Linked DNA regions of Mus musculus: all the other regions are linked to region 2. The links are chromatin contacts, called in public Hi-C and HiCAR-type maps. All regions are on one chromosome and are shown on one strand. Each heading gives the region's core, a stretch centred on a gene start, on an enhancer-like site or on the middle of the called end of the contact. The rest is flanking DNA. Distances are from core to core; before and after follow the strand shown.

Region 1 (3,706 bases), core at 571-3,070, 310 kb after region 2:
TAACCTGTCTAAGCATATCATGTAATCCCTTGGCTAGCTTTTGAAAACCCCAAGAGCTCACTGGCATGATAAGACAACCCAGTTAGCAAGCAAGCAGGCTCTCTACTATAGCTGTTCAACATAAGATGCCAATACTCTTGACCTCTTCAGACACAGAAGAGAGGCGCACACTTGAATTAAGATGACCCTGGCTCTCTGTATGGTTCAACTCCACCTAAAGGTTCCACAGAAAGGCTCTGGAATTTTCCTTGGTTCTTGAGGCATAGCTTTGGCCCTGATCAGCATGCACACTAACCTTCTCTGAATGCTGTGCTCCTTGGGCCTCTTCATGGACACATTCGGGAGGCTTAAGTCTAGGTGACCTCTTGGTTAAGGAGTTTTAGTTTAAATCCCAGCTAATCTGCGCTGCTGCGGGGACTGCTCTGATCTCTTGACACATCTTAGTTCAAGTCTACAGAGAACAGCAAAGTCAGTGCAAACAAAAAAGTGTTATCAGGTTCCCCCATTTCCTCTCCTCCACACAGTTCTCCTCCACCAGCAGCCCCCTCGTCTCCTCTATCAACAGAGTCCTAGCAGAGCCAGTGCCTCTCCCTGCAGAGCCAGGGCTAAGGCGGCTTAGTGGCTGAGAGTCCATCCCAGGTGGGCACGCCCTGCTTGTTTGCAGTGCTCTGGGTATTTTTAGCATCTGTCTATAGGGAAAAGGCTAAGCCACACCGCGTGGCTGTTATGCTACTAATGACACCCTGAGCTCCAAGAAGCAGCAGTCACGGCAAATACTGACGCTTCAGGTGCAAGAAAACAACACTTCACTGAAAAATCACACCCTTGTGGGGGTGGGGGAAAGAAAAGTTCATGAATTAAGCTTCCACGAGGTATTACATAGCTCTGGTATAAGTTACCTAACTGTGGGAATTTCTGAGTAGTAGTTACATGTATTCCTCCTCTTTCTCTCTTTTGTTTTCTTTCCATTCCTTTCCTTCTGCTTCCCTTCCCTATTGTCTTCTCAGCATCTCTTTGGAGAACCACCCATCTCTACACGCTCCATGAAAGTACAAACAATAATCCATATTTAGCCAATCGGAGTGAACGTTTCCTCACTGGTTACACCAGGAATGAATGGAACTGGAGTTCACCCAACTAGAATCTTCCCTGGGGGCCTTTCTGGATCGTCAGAAAAAAAAAAGAGGCAGTTTTCATTGCTGTAATTATTAACTATGAAGGCACCGTATGCCTTGAGCTTGACCCATCATTGCCTGGAACAAAGATAACTCAGAACCAAGCTCAGCTAAGAGACTGAGTAACAGATTGGCCCCCCAGTCCTGCTGCATCTAAATCCCTGGAATTCCTGAACACCTCAGTGAGACTCAGTTACATCAGCCAGTAAGACTCCTTCCTCTTTCCCTTTGGCGTGGCACCAAGAATACTTGAAGAAATCTGGATATAGGGCTGTCGTTAAATGTTTTAATTTTTAAAAACTTTAAAGCAGAGAGACAATAAGTAACCCACAAATCTGTCCACTGATTTCCACTGTGCTGGTTCAGAGGCACCCAGATTGCCTTTCTCTCCTACAGAAAGTGGGAGACCATAAGCTCCCTTTGGCACTTCCAGAAAATAACAGGCTCCACGGCACCATTTCATTGGCTGCCTTTCCAAGAAAAGCTATGTATCCCTGGTGGCCTTCAGGAGCTGCACACAGAGGGTGAGAATGGGATTTTGCACACAGACCCTTCAGGGAGGGGAGATGGCTATGATGATGAGCAGAACAATATGACAGATGACAGTGGCCTGCACGCATCCTCCAACCGACTCACATTCTCTTAAGGTTAAATGCTCACCACAATGGGCCCATTTGATGGGTGGAGACAGTGCATTAGCCAACATGCCCAAGACTGCACAGCAAGTGGGATGTGAACCAGACTTAAAAGGAAAACATTTGTGCCACAGAGGATGTGTTCAGCCACCGGGTTGACCTTTCTATGGATTCACCTGCTCGTTGTGGCCCTGAGCAACCTTGAAAGTTTTCACCACAACAGAGAGTCAACTTCTCATGAAAAATGTACCTACTATTTGTGAAAGTACAAATCATGCCTTCACATTTATCCTAAAACATAGACACCTACGATTCTGTTTCAAACATTTGAGATATCTATTTCCTGTGATACAGTACTGAGAGGAACTTAACAGGTTTGGTACAGGGGATTGAATTCAAGCACTCTTCCACCCAGCTATATCCCCAGTCCTTAAATATTCCCTCTGAACCTTAGCCTTCCATCTAACTCAGCTTTGACTGCCAGGACACTACAAAAGCTAAAAATCTACAACCAGCTGAGTTAAACACACAGAGGAGAGTGCACATACAGAAGAGATTCATCCGTGTGTCGAGCAGATAATGAGGTCTTAGAAATTACAGAATTGTGCAACAGTAGAGTACTTACTGAGTCAGTTACTTGAGCTATCTGTGACTTAAAATACATGTACACTGCCTGGATCGTTGACGATACATTAAGAAAGAATATAGGAGGAATGTATCTGATAGATTCCTAAATAAAATAGCACACTTCAAACAGCATGCATTCGTTTTTGTTGTTTTATTTTTATTTGATTTGGTTTGCTTTCATTAGGTTTGGTTTGGTTTCGTTTGGTTAAGCTTGGTTTGGTTTTGCAAGGTTTAGTTTGGTTTGGTTTGGTTTGGTTTGGTTTGGTTTGGTTTGGGGTGAGGTTTTATATATATACTTGACACAGGGTTTTACTGTGAGGCTCGGGTTTGCTTGGAACTTGCTATTATAGTACTGATGGTTAGTTTTTTTCATCAACATAACATAAGCCAGAGTCATCTAAAAAAAATAGGAAAGTGCAATTGAACAAATGTCTCCATCAGATTGGCCTATAGGCAAGTCTATGGAGCATTCTCTTGATTGATGATCAATGTAGGAGGGCCTAGCCCAGTATGGAGAGAGACATGTCTGAGCAGGTGGTCCTGAGTGAGCAAGCCAGTGAACAGCACTCCTCCATGGCTCTCCTCCAGTTCCTGCTTCCAGGTTCCTGCTCTGAGATACTGTCTTGACTTCCCACGGTGATAGACCGTGGCCCAGATGTTTAAGTCAAATAAACTCTTTCCTCCCTATATTGCTTTTTGTCAGTGTTTTATCACAGCCAGAGGAAAGCAAGATGGGACAACACCCAGGCCAGCCTCCAACTCCCAGCCATCCTCCAAAGTACTGAAGTGACAACGAGGGTGAGTCCCCATGCCCTGTTACACGGCTTTATTCAAATAACAACCACACAGACTTAAAGACCATAAACTGAGAGCAGAAGGATTAGGGTTGATATTGTTTGGGTTTGTTACTTTGTATGGTTGTTTGGTTAAAATTTATTTTTGTTTTACTCTAGGAAGATTATTTTCACAGTGGCATTGCAAAAGGAAAAAGCCTCAAGGTGTTGTAAGGCTTGAATAGATGAAACTGATGCTAGGACTTGGAAGAGAAGGGATGGCCACGCTGAAGATGGAGGGCACACATAGCTGGTGAAGGTGGATGCTGGGTGTGGCTTGGTTCTCTGCTCACCAGCTATGGAGTGTGAGCATGGTGTCTCTGAGTTCGTCTTCCCCTGTCCACGAAACTAGGATGTCAGTGTGGTGTCTCTGCTTACTGTGGTTGGGCTTCCCATAATTCACTGCCCATAACCACCAAGGCGTGAAAACAGGGAG
Region 2 (3,954 bases), core at 807-3,306:
TAGCTGCTGACCTTACTGGTGAGTTCGTTCCCAGGCTTGGGACAGCTCCCCAGCCCCAGAATGTATCTTGTTTTCTTTAAGGCGTTCCACCAAGTATCTCTTCTGGGCTGTCCAAGTGGCTCAGCGGATAATGGTGCTTGTGATCTCCGAACCCACATTGTGGAAGGAGAAAAGCAATGCCTGAAAAGTGGAAAAGTGTCTACATGCACACACACACACACACACACACACACACAGATACACAGATACACACACACAGATACACAGACACACACAGATACACACACACAGACACACACACAGATACACAGACACACACACACAGATACACAGACACACACAGATACACACACACAGACACACACACACACACACACGCACACAATTTCTTTTTAAAAGGAGTCTTTTCTTTCCCTTGACAATGTCTTCTGCTTCTTGGTTCTCAGGTATTAGAAGTTAGAAGATTTTAAAGATTTTTATCAACTAGTTACACTTTTTACATCACTGAGCCTAGAGGGGGCTGGGAAATAAATGGTGTTTTCTTCCAGTTCATCTGTCTGCCCCTTTCCTTCGAACTAGGATGTGGCTTTAAGCATTAATCACCTCAGAAAGCATACAGAGATGTAGGTGAGTTAAAGAATCTGGGGTTTTCCCTTGATGTTTTAGACAGAGGGGAAGCCACTGCTATAAAAAGTCGTGTAAAAAGCACCTCCATGAAGAATGTGGGGCGAGTCTAATGTCAAGACCATTTTAGTGTTAGGTAAGTCCACTGAGGGAATTCCCTCCCTTAAAAAAATAAAATGAAACAAATTACTAGAAACCACTGCTCTTGCTGTTTCTTCCAGCCGCTGGTCTCTGGGGTGTTATGAGGAAGGTGAAGTTGTAGGCGGATCCAGGAGACTGCTACCCCCGTGTCAGATGGTGGTGAGAATGCACTACTTGGTACTTGGTGCCTTTATAAAGAGGGACATCAAAAGGCTGTGACTGATATGGGCCAAGGCACTTGAATGCAAGGTGACAAAATAAAAACTGGGGAAGTACACTGCTATCTCAGGAATGAAAGGTGGTGTCTCAGATTTCTCAGAGTGGGAAGGACCCAGCTTTGAAATTATCTGCTATAGACATGAAGCAACCCAACTCTTCAGGTTATTCTAGGGTATGACCTGTGACTCCAGCCCAAGGGAGAGAGCTGGTGTAATCTCTTGATCGCCCCAATTCAAGGTACCTGTTTGATGAAAGAAATCACCCAGGCTTATGACCTGGGCTAGAACTAATTATTAAATTTCTGGTCCTGAAGTCCCTGTTGGCTTCTATGGTTTCTTGAGGTCCATTGAATGGAAATCTTGGCAACAGAAGCCTGAAACAAAGTCCAAGCTCCCCCTCAGACTGTCCTAAGGGTAGCTTTTGATCATGAGTTACATCGATTCTTCCCCAGAGTCAGCATTAACCATCTGGTTGGTGCAAGCAACACAGCGTTATCCACATAAGGGAAGCTAGCTTACCCTCGGCTGTCGCCTGGTTGAGATCTGTGGCTTCTTTTATTGTCTTTGCTGTTAAACATAGTTTCCCTTTATTTTCCTCTTGCCATGGAAACCATGATAAATAAAAGAGAAGCGTGATTTAAAAAGGTCTCTAGCTGCAGATGCATGTGGCTTGTGAGATCAGTCAGTAAACATGTGCCTGCTTTGGTGCCAGAGATGAGCTATAAATCCTGGGGATTAAAAGTGGGGGAAGGGAAAGAAAACTTGAAAGCATTGGTCAAGGAAAATAGGGGCTTCGTGTCAATGTGTTCAGGTTTCAGTTTCTAATATTTGGTGGTGTTTGTTCATAAGGGTTTGTGGTGTGTATGATGTGTAAGTTTTTTTTGTTTGTTTGTTTTGTTTTGTTTTTCTGGAAAACTGAGTTAAATCCAATGGAAGTTTGTGTTGTTGTTTGATCGGTTGGGTTTTTGGCTCTCCTTCATCTAACTTCTTTAGGGAGATTGTTTACAATTATGCTGGCATGGTGTCACACAGACTCATTCCAATGGAATCCAGCTAGGTGGTCCTAATGCTCTTGTCCCAGCTGTGGACATGTGTTTTGATTTAAACAGTGTTTGGCTGGACCATGGTCTGCTTCATCCTATGGAAGATGTAATTTTCAGCAGAAGACTTGGGCTAGCATCATGCCACCTACAAAGTTACTCCTTTTAAACAGAAGATTTCCCACTTAATCTCCAGATATAAATCTGAAGATCCCACAAGTAGTTTATCCAATGTGGTTCTCAACCCTAGGTTTATAAACCTGCCTTGGTAAAACAGTAGGTATTCCCTACCACCGCTCACCCCATACCTCATCAGTCCCAGAGATCTAGAAAGCCTTGGATGAATGAGACTCTGTGTGTGTGTGTGTGTGTGTGTGCAAATATCTGTAAATGCCATATATGATATTTAAAGTGTAACTATTGTTGAGAGCTCCTGAATTTAAAAAGTATGCTCTCTCAAAAGCAATATGCTTTAATGATGAATAAAAAATGAGGCTAGGAAGGAGAGAAGATACAGAAATAAGGATAGTTAAATAGTGCCTGTGTTCCTAGAGGCTCCTCTCCATGCTTATGCTAGCCCTTTCCTTACCTGATGGCTTCACTAGATTTTCCATAAACGTGAGTGCTTTAAAACTGTACAGCTCTGGGGCTAAGAGATACCTCATTTGATGAGTGTCTTCCTTGTAAAAATGAAAACTTGATCCCTCGAGCCAACATAAGTAAGCTGGACATGGTGGTGTGTGCTTGTAATCTTGGCATTAGAGAGGCAGTGACAGGCAGATCCCAGTCTAGCACAATGAATGGGATCCAGACCAATAAGAGATTCAGTCTCAAAAGTAAGATGGACAACCCCTTAGTAACCACAGTCCAAATTGACCTCTAGCCTCTACTGGTGAATACACAATGACTAAACCTATGAACGCACATCACATACGCACACCACACATACCACACACAGACGTACCAACAACCAACCACCACCACCACCACACACACCACCAATCACCATCATCAATACCAACAATAACAACAACCACCACCACCAACAAAAACAACCACCAGTCACCACCACCACCACCACCACCAACAACAACAACAACAAAAACAACCATCACTAACAGCCACCACCACCAACAAAAATAAAAAGAACCATCACTTACAGCTACCACCACTACTACCTTAACAACAACCACCAATAACAACAAAACACTATAAAATCCCATCCATTTGGAAATCAGAGGCATGGAGAAAAGTCACCTACAGGTTTAATTAATTAATGATGATGATGATGATAAATTACAGACCAGACAGCCATTTTACTAGGCTAATGTTTTCATGAATTTCCATGTAAGTGAACTGGTTCTTGGCTGGCTCAACTTTAGTTGGACTGGGTAGGATTTTCTGAGGAGTGTTCAGCTTATACAACAGATACACATATGCTGCTTATGACCACTCCCCATGTCCTCTACAGTGTTTAAGCCTTTGCTTGACTCGTCCCTTAGCATCTTTGTAAATGAGAAAATAGGCATGAGCACTTGTCTGCTTTTTCTCAGCTAGCAAGCGGGAATTGGAGCTTGGGTCTGTTGCTCAAAGCCACACTGCAACTACAAACCCCTTGGCTTCATGCCTTGCCTGTGGAATAAACCGTACTGGAACAGTAAAGACCATTATCTGACTGATAGAGTACCTACTTCAGGGAAATCCCTAACATATGTTCAAGAATATGAACAGAAGACCAAATATTCTGGTAAATGTTCCAGAGGTGGCTGAGAGCTTTATTAAAAATGTATTAAGCAACTCTGAAAGAGGGCTAACCTTTGCTAAATCTGGGTGCTTTTGTTTGTCTCTCTGTCATTCTGTAGGTCTGAAGTATTTCATTGCTAATTATTCTTGAGTAATGGGACATAGAAGAAAGATGATAAGCTTCTTTG
Region 3 (3,397 bases), core at 409-2,908, 260 kb after region 2:
ATCTGAGGTGTGTGACAATCTTACCTGGCTCTGTAGTCAGAAAACCGAACAGTGAGTGTGTTTTGGGCTAGTAATTAGGTAGTTTAATTTAGCAGGATTATATGGTTTTTTTTTTAAGGTTATAAGCTTGTGGGGTTGTGCTTGCATGTGTGTGCAAGTGTATGTGAAGGCCAATCAATGGCTGATATCAGCATCTGCCTTGGTCTTTCTCCTTATTATGTTTTGGACAGCATCTCCCAGTGAATTTAGAACTTGTAGACTTAGCTTCACTGTTCCAGGAATTCTCCTGTCTGCCTTCCCACTGCTAGGATCATAGATGTGTGATGTTTTCACAACTAAAAAATTACACTCACTCCCCTGTCTTATCTTGAGGATGAGTTACAGATTCTCAATTTGTAGGACAGATTACGTCAGGCACTTTTTCCTTTCAGGGCGACACAGAGCTTTAGAATAGTGTTGAGAAGCACTGGGCAATTTAGAGGGTTGTGAACAAGACCGGTAAAAGAGTGTCTGTGTGCAACTGAGAGACAGGAGCAAAAAGAAGAAAGGAAAAGGTGAATCTCAGAATGATATTAAGGTTATAGGCAACAAATATTCCAGAAATGAGGTGATCTGATTCTAGCCTTAGAATACTCCAGAGCATATCACGAAACACTCAAGCCTGACAGAGATCAGAGCACGTTTAGAAAACTGCTATCAGAGTTGAAACGGTCTCTGAATCATCACGGATGAGGTGAGAGATTGGACAGGGATAACCCCGGGGATTTGGGTTACCTGCTGGAAACAGGCTTGCACCAGGTTCTCCGGGAAGAGATTTCTAATGAGATCCAGGAAGGCATCCAGGCTAGACACCTCGTCGTTCTTCTTCCCGGGCCCTAGCTGCTTCTTGAGTTTGGGATTGCCTGGGTGGATGGCCAACACCAGGATGACCCCCAGCACGGCGGCAATGATGGTCGTGGACATGTAATACACCATAGCTCTCGTGCCTAGGCGGCCGCTGGCTTTAGCATCCAGGCCTGACAACCCTGGGTTTAAAAGAAATCCACAAAGATCAGTTCTGTTCTTTTCTATTCATGTCCCCATCTCTACACATCTACAACCCCCCTGGCTTCCTATCATTCAGATCTATTAGTGGTTAACTAGCACTCCTCTGACTAAATATGTGACCAAATTCCACACTTTACATTTCTATTTTCTGGGGTTATTTTTGAGATTCTTGAGAACCTGGGGAGTCGGTGACTCATAGTTTACATATCGCTGATTTCAACCTAAATGTCAATCACTAGTATATATGTGAAAATAATATTGAAGAGTTTTCCATTTTTAAGTCTAAGATAATGATGTCTTTTCCATTTTCATGACCTTCAATGGTCTTCTCTGAAGCAATGGTTAAGCCAAGGATAGCATTTCGATCATATGTTATTATTACTATTCATTGTCCTCATTTAGGAGAATCAAAAGCTGGGACATCAAGGTCATGGTCAAATGTCTTTAGAATATACTACAAGAGACTGAAATGGAGACCCAGCATGATCCTCCCACACCCCTGTGTTGAAGCATGGTGGTTCTCATGTCTAACCTCATGTGGCTATTGGAGAGCACATATGAGAAGCAGCTGCCAGCACTATGTGCAGCATCTGTACTGAGGGCAGTCAGAGGAAACTCCAAGTCAAGTCATACAGACCTCAGCCTCCGCTGGGGCTTTTTCTCCAGCTGTTTCTTCAGTGTGCCTACTTCCTGGTTTCAGTTCCTACCTTTACTAAATGGAGAGATAGAACCCATTTCTGGGGATCTGTCCTTTTTTTCATGCTAGGGAGGATGTTGGTGTGGATTTCTCTGAATTAATGTGACCCATGTATGACCAATTTCTCTCTAGAACCCAAAGGCTAAATCTGGGCAAAGGAAGCCGGGTCTTTCTACCAGGCTGGCTTGCATATAATATATTGAATAGGCCTGAAAACATCTTCTCTGGTCTGGAGAGAAGCACGGATCCATTCAACCCCAAAGCTTAATGATAAGAAATTCAGGTTCCTGAACACTTAAACCTGAAAGCTAGTGTTTCTGGTGTAAGGATGGGACAATTGGCCCAGTGTGGGAGTCAGCTGGAGTCACTGAACCTCCAAGTCTATCAGTGCAGAGGATAGCTCTGAAGGCCACCAAACTCATTGGCAACTAGCTATGACCAGCTTGGAGCCCCCCACTATCAACTCCAAACTGGACACTAAGCAATACATCATGCCCTGTTCCAATAACATTGTCTTATATGAAAAAAATTATTAGCATGAGTTCAAACATAGGAAAAAAAATCAAATCAATGAATTATTTTAGCCAAAAAATATAAGAAAGAATGTTATCACATATTAAGTATATCTTTCTATTAAAACACCTTCAGCTTTCATGTCTAGCATTTAATCTCTTTTCAATTCATATCTTCCTAAATGCCCAAGTAAATAATAAAAGCAGTGTATTTTTTCATTTACAATCTCTATCATCTTCCAATATGCTGAGAATATTAAAAATGAAATAGCAAGATAGTATCACTTTCAATACATGGCTGTTCCTTTGAATCCTTGACTGTTAGAAGGAAAGGTAAAGTGAGTGACAGATCTATTGTCTTTCTTTTTAGGATCAATGATTCCTATTTCAGAGACAGGAAAGCCATCAGAGATGCAATGATATAGAGTGGAGTCCACTGACTCAGCCATAAAGAAAGTCTACTTTGATCCCCGGAAGCCAGCACTGGGCTTCGCCATAGGTGGGCAGGCACTGGGAAGGAGCTCTCACCTGTGATTAAACTGGAGATGATAAGAGGGAGGATGAGCATCTTCAGCATCCTCATGAGTATGTCCCCCGGGAAGGCTATCAACATGACCACATCAGGGTGGATGGGCGATGCCAAGCGAAGCAGCCCGCCACACACTGCTCCCAGGATGACACCTGTTGAAGGGAAAGAGGCAACCTGAATTCAGGGTTTTTTTTTTCCCTAGTGAAACAAACAGCTCTAAAGATTCCTTCCAGTGGTTGTGATCTTTTTCATGTGTCTGGCTAATGGACTACAAATACCTCAAAATGAAGACCTTACATAAGGGACATTGATTTTTGACAACCAGCAAGACACCTTTCTGTAACAGCTCCAATTACTCTAATACCAGAGGAGTCCAGAAGAACATTTTTTAACACTTCATGGGAAAAACGAAGACTTGACTCCAAAATCTTTCGAGGTATTGATTGCACATAGCATCACAAATTCTCAGAAGAACCAATTCCCAGGAGGCAGTATCATTTTTGTTTTGTGTTTTGTTTTTTGTTTTCTCTCAGCCAGATCTGCCAATGGGATCTGGTATTTGGTATGTTGTATGCTTTCCTTTTTAAGTGGAAGGCAGACATATAGGACAGG

What was found. Hi-C and Micro-C count contacts between places; a contact is called where the count stands out from the background. HiCAR-type assays count read pairs that join an accessible place to other places.
Region 1: a contact with region 2 is called in a HiCAR-type map of Th17 cells, with 4 times the contacts expected there. The contact joins two enhancer-like sites. A contact is called at or near these places in 6 of 484 Hi-C or Micro-C datasets (B cells, bone marrow-derived macrophages and embryonic stem cells), 4 of 115 datasets of contacts at active chromatin or transcription factors (CD8 T cells, Th17 cells, embryonic basal ganglia and 1 more) and 2 of 9 other capture datasets (adipose tissue and macrophages).
Region 3: a contact with region 2 is called in a Hi-C map of bone marrow-derived macrophages, with 42 read pairs. The contact joins two enhancer-like sites. A contact is called at or near these places in 1 of 15 datasets of contacts at CTCF or cohesin (CD8 T cells), 8 of 484 Hi-C or Micro-C datasets (B cells, bone marrow-derived macrophages, embryonic stem cells and 3 more), 8 of 115 datasets of contacts at active chromatin or transcription factors (CD8 T cells, T-cell acute lymphoblastic leukemia, Th17 cells and 5 more) and 2 of 9 other capture datasets (embryonic stem cells and liver).

The regions. Positions count from the first base shown.
Region 1 is chr2:102,690,710-102,694,415 of GRCm38.p6, reverse strand. All of the region lies in intron 1 of Slc1a2 (solute carrier family 1 (glial high affinity glutamate transporter), member 2), which reads right to left. Among named protein-coding and RNA genes, the nearest start is that of Slc1a2, 34 kb to the right of the region's middle. Within about 2 kb of position 1,820, at least 20 of the 459 cell types and tissues checked have an H3K27ac peak or open chromatin away from gene starts, as enhancers often do. A contact at or near this core is called in CD8 T cells and Th17 cells, where this site is marked.
Region 2 is chr2:102,996,158-103,000,111 of GRCm38.p6, reverse strand. No RefSeq gene overlaps it. Among named protein-coding and RNA genes, the nearest start is that of Gm34483, 57 kb to the right of the region's middle. Within about 2 kb of position 2,056, at least 66 of the 459 cell types and tissues checked have an H3K27ac peak or open chromatin away from gene starts, as enhancers often do. A contact at or near this core is called in B cells, CD8 T cells, Th17 cells and 1 more, where this site is marked.
Region 3 is chr2:102,737,317-102,740,713 of GRCm38.p6, reverse strand. It overlaps Slc1a2 (solute carrier family 1 (glial high affinity glutamate transporter), member 2), which reads right to left. Exons shown (of 11, transcript NM_001077514.4): 3 at 2,785-2,937; 4 at 775-1,025. Among named protein-coding and RNA genes, the nearest start is that of Gm13872, 7.7 kb to the left of the region's middle. Within about 2 kb of position 1,658, at least 28 of the 459 cell types and tissues checked have an H3K27ac peak or open chromatin away from gene starts, as enhancers often do. A contact at or near this core is called in B cells, CD8 T cells, Th17 cells and 1 more, where this site is marked.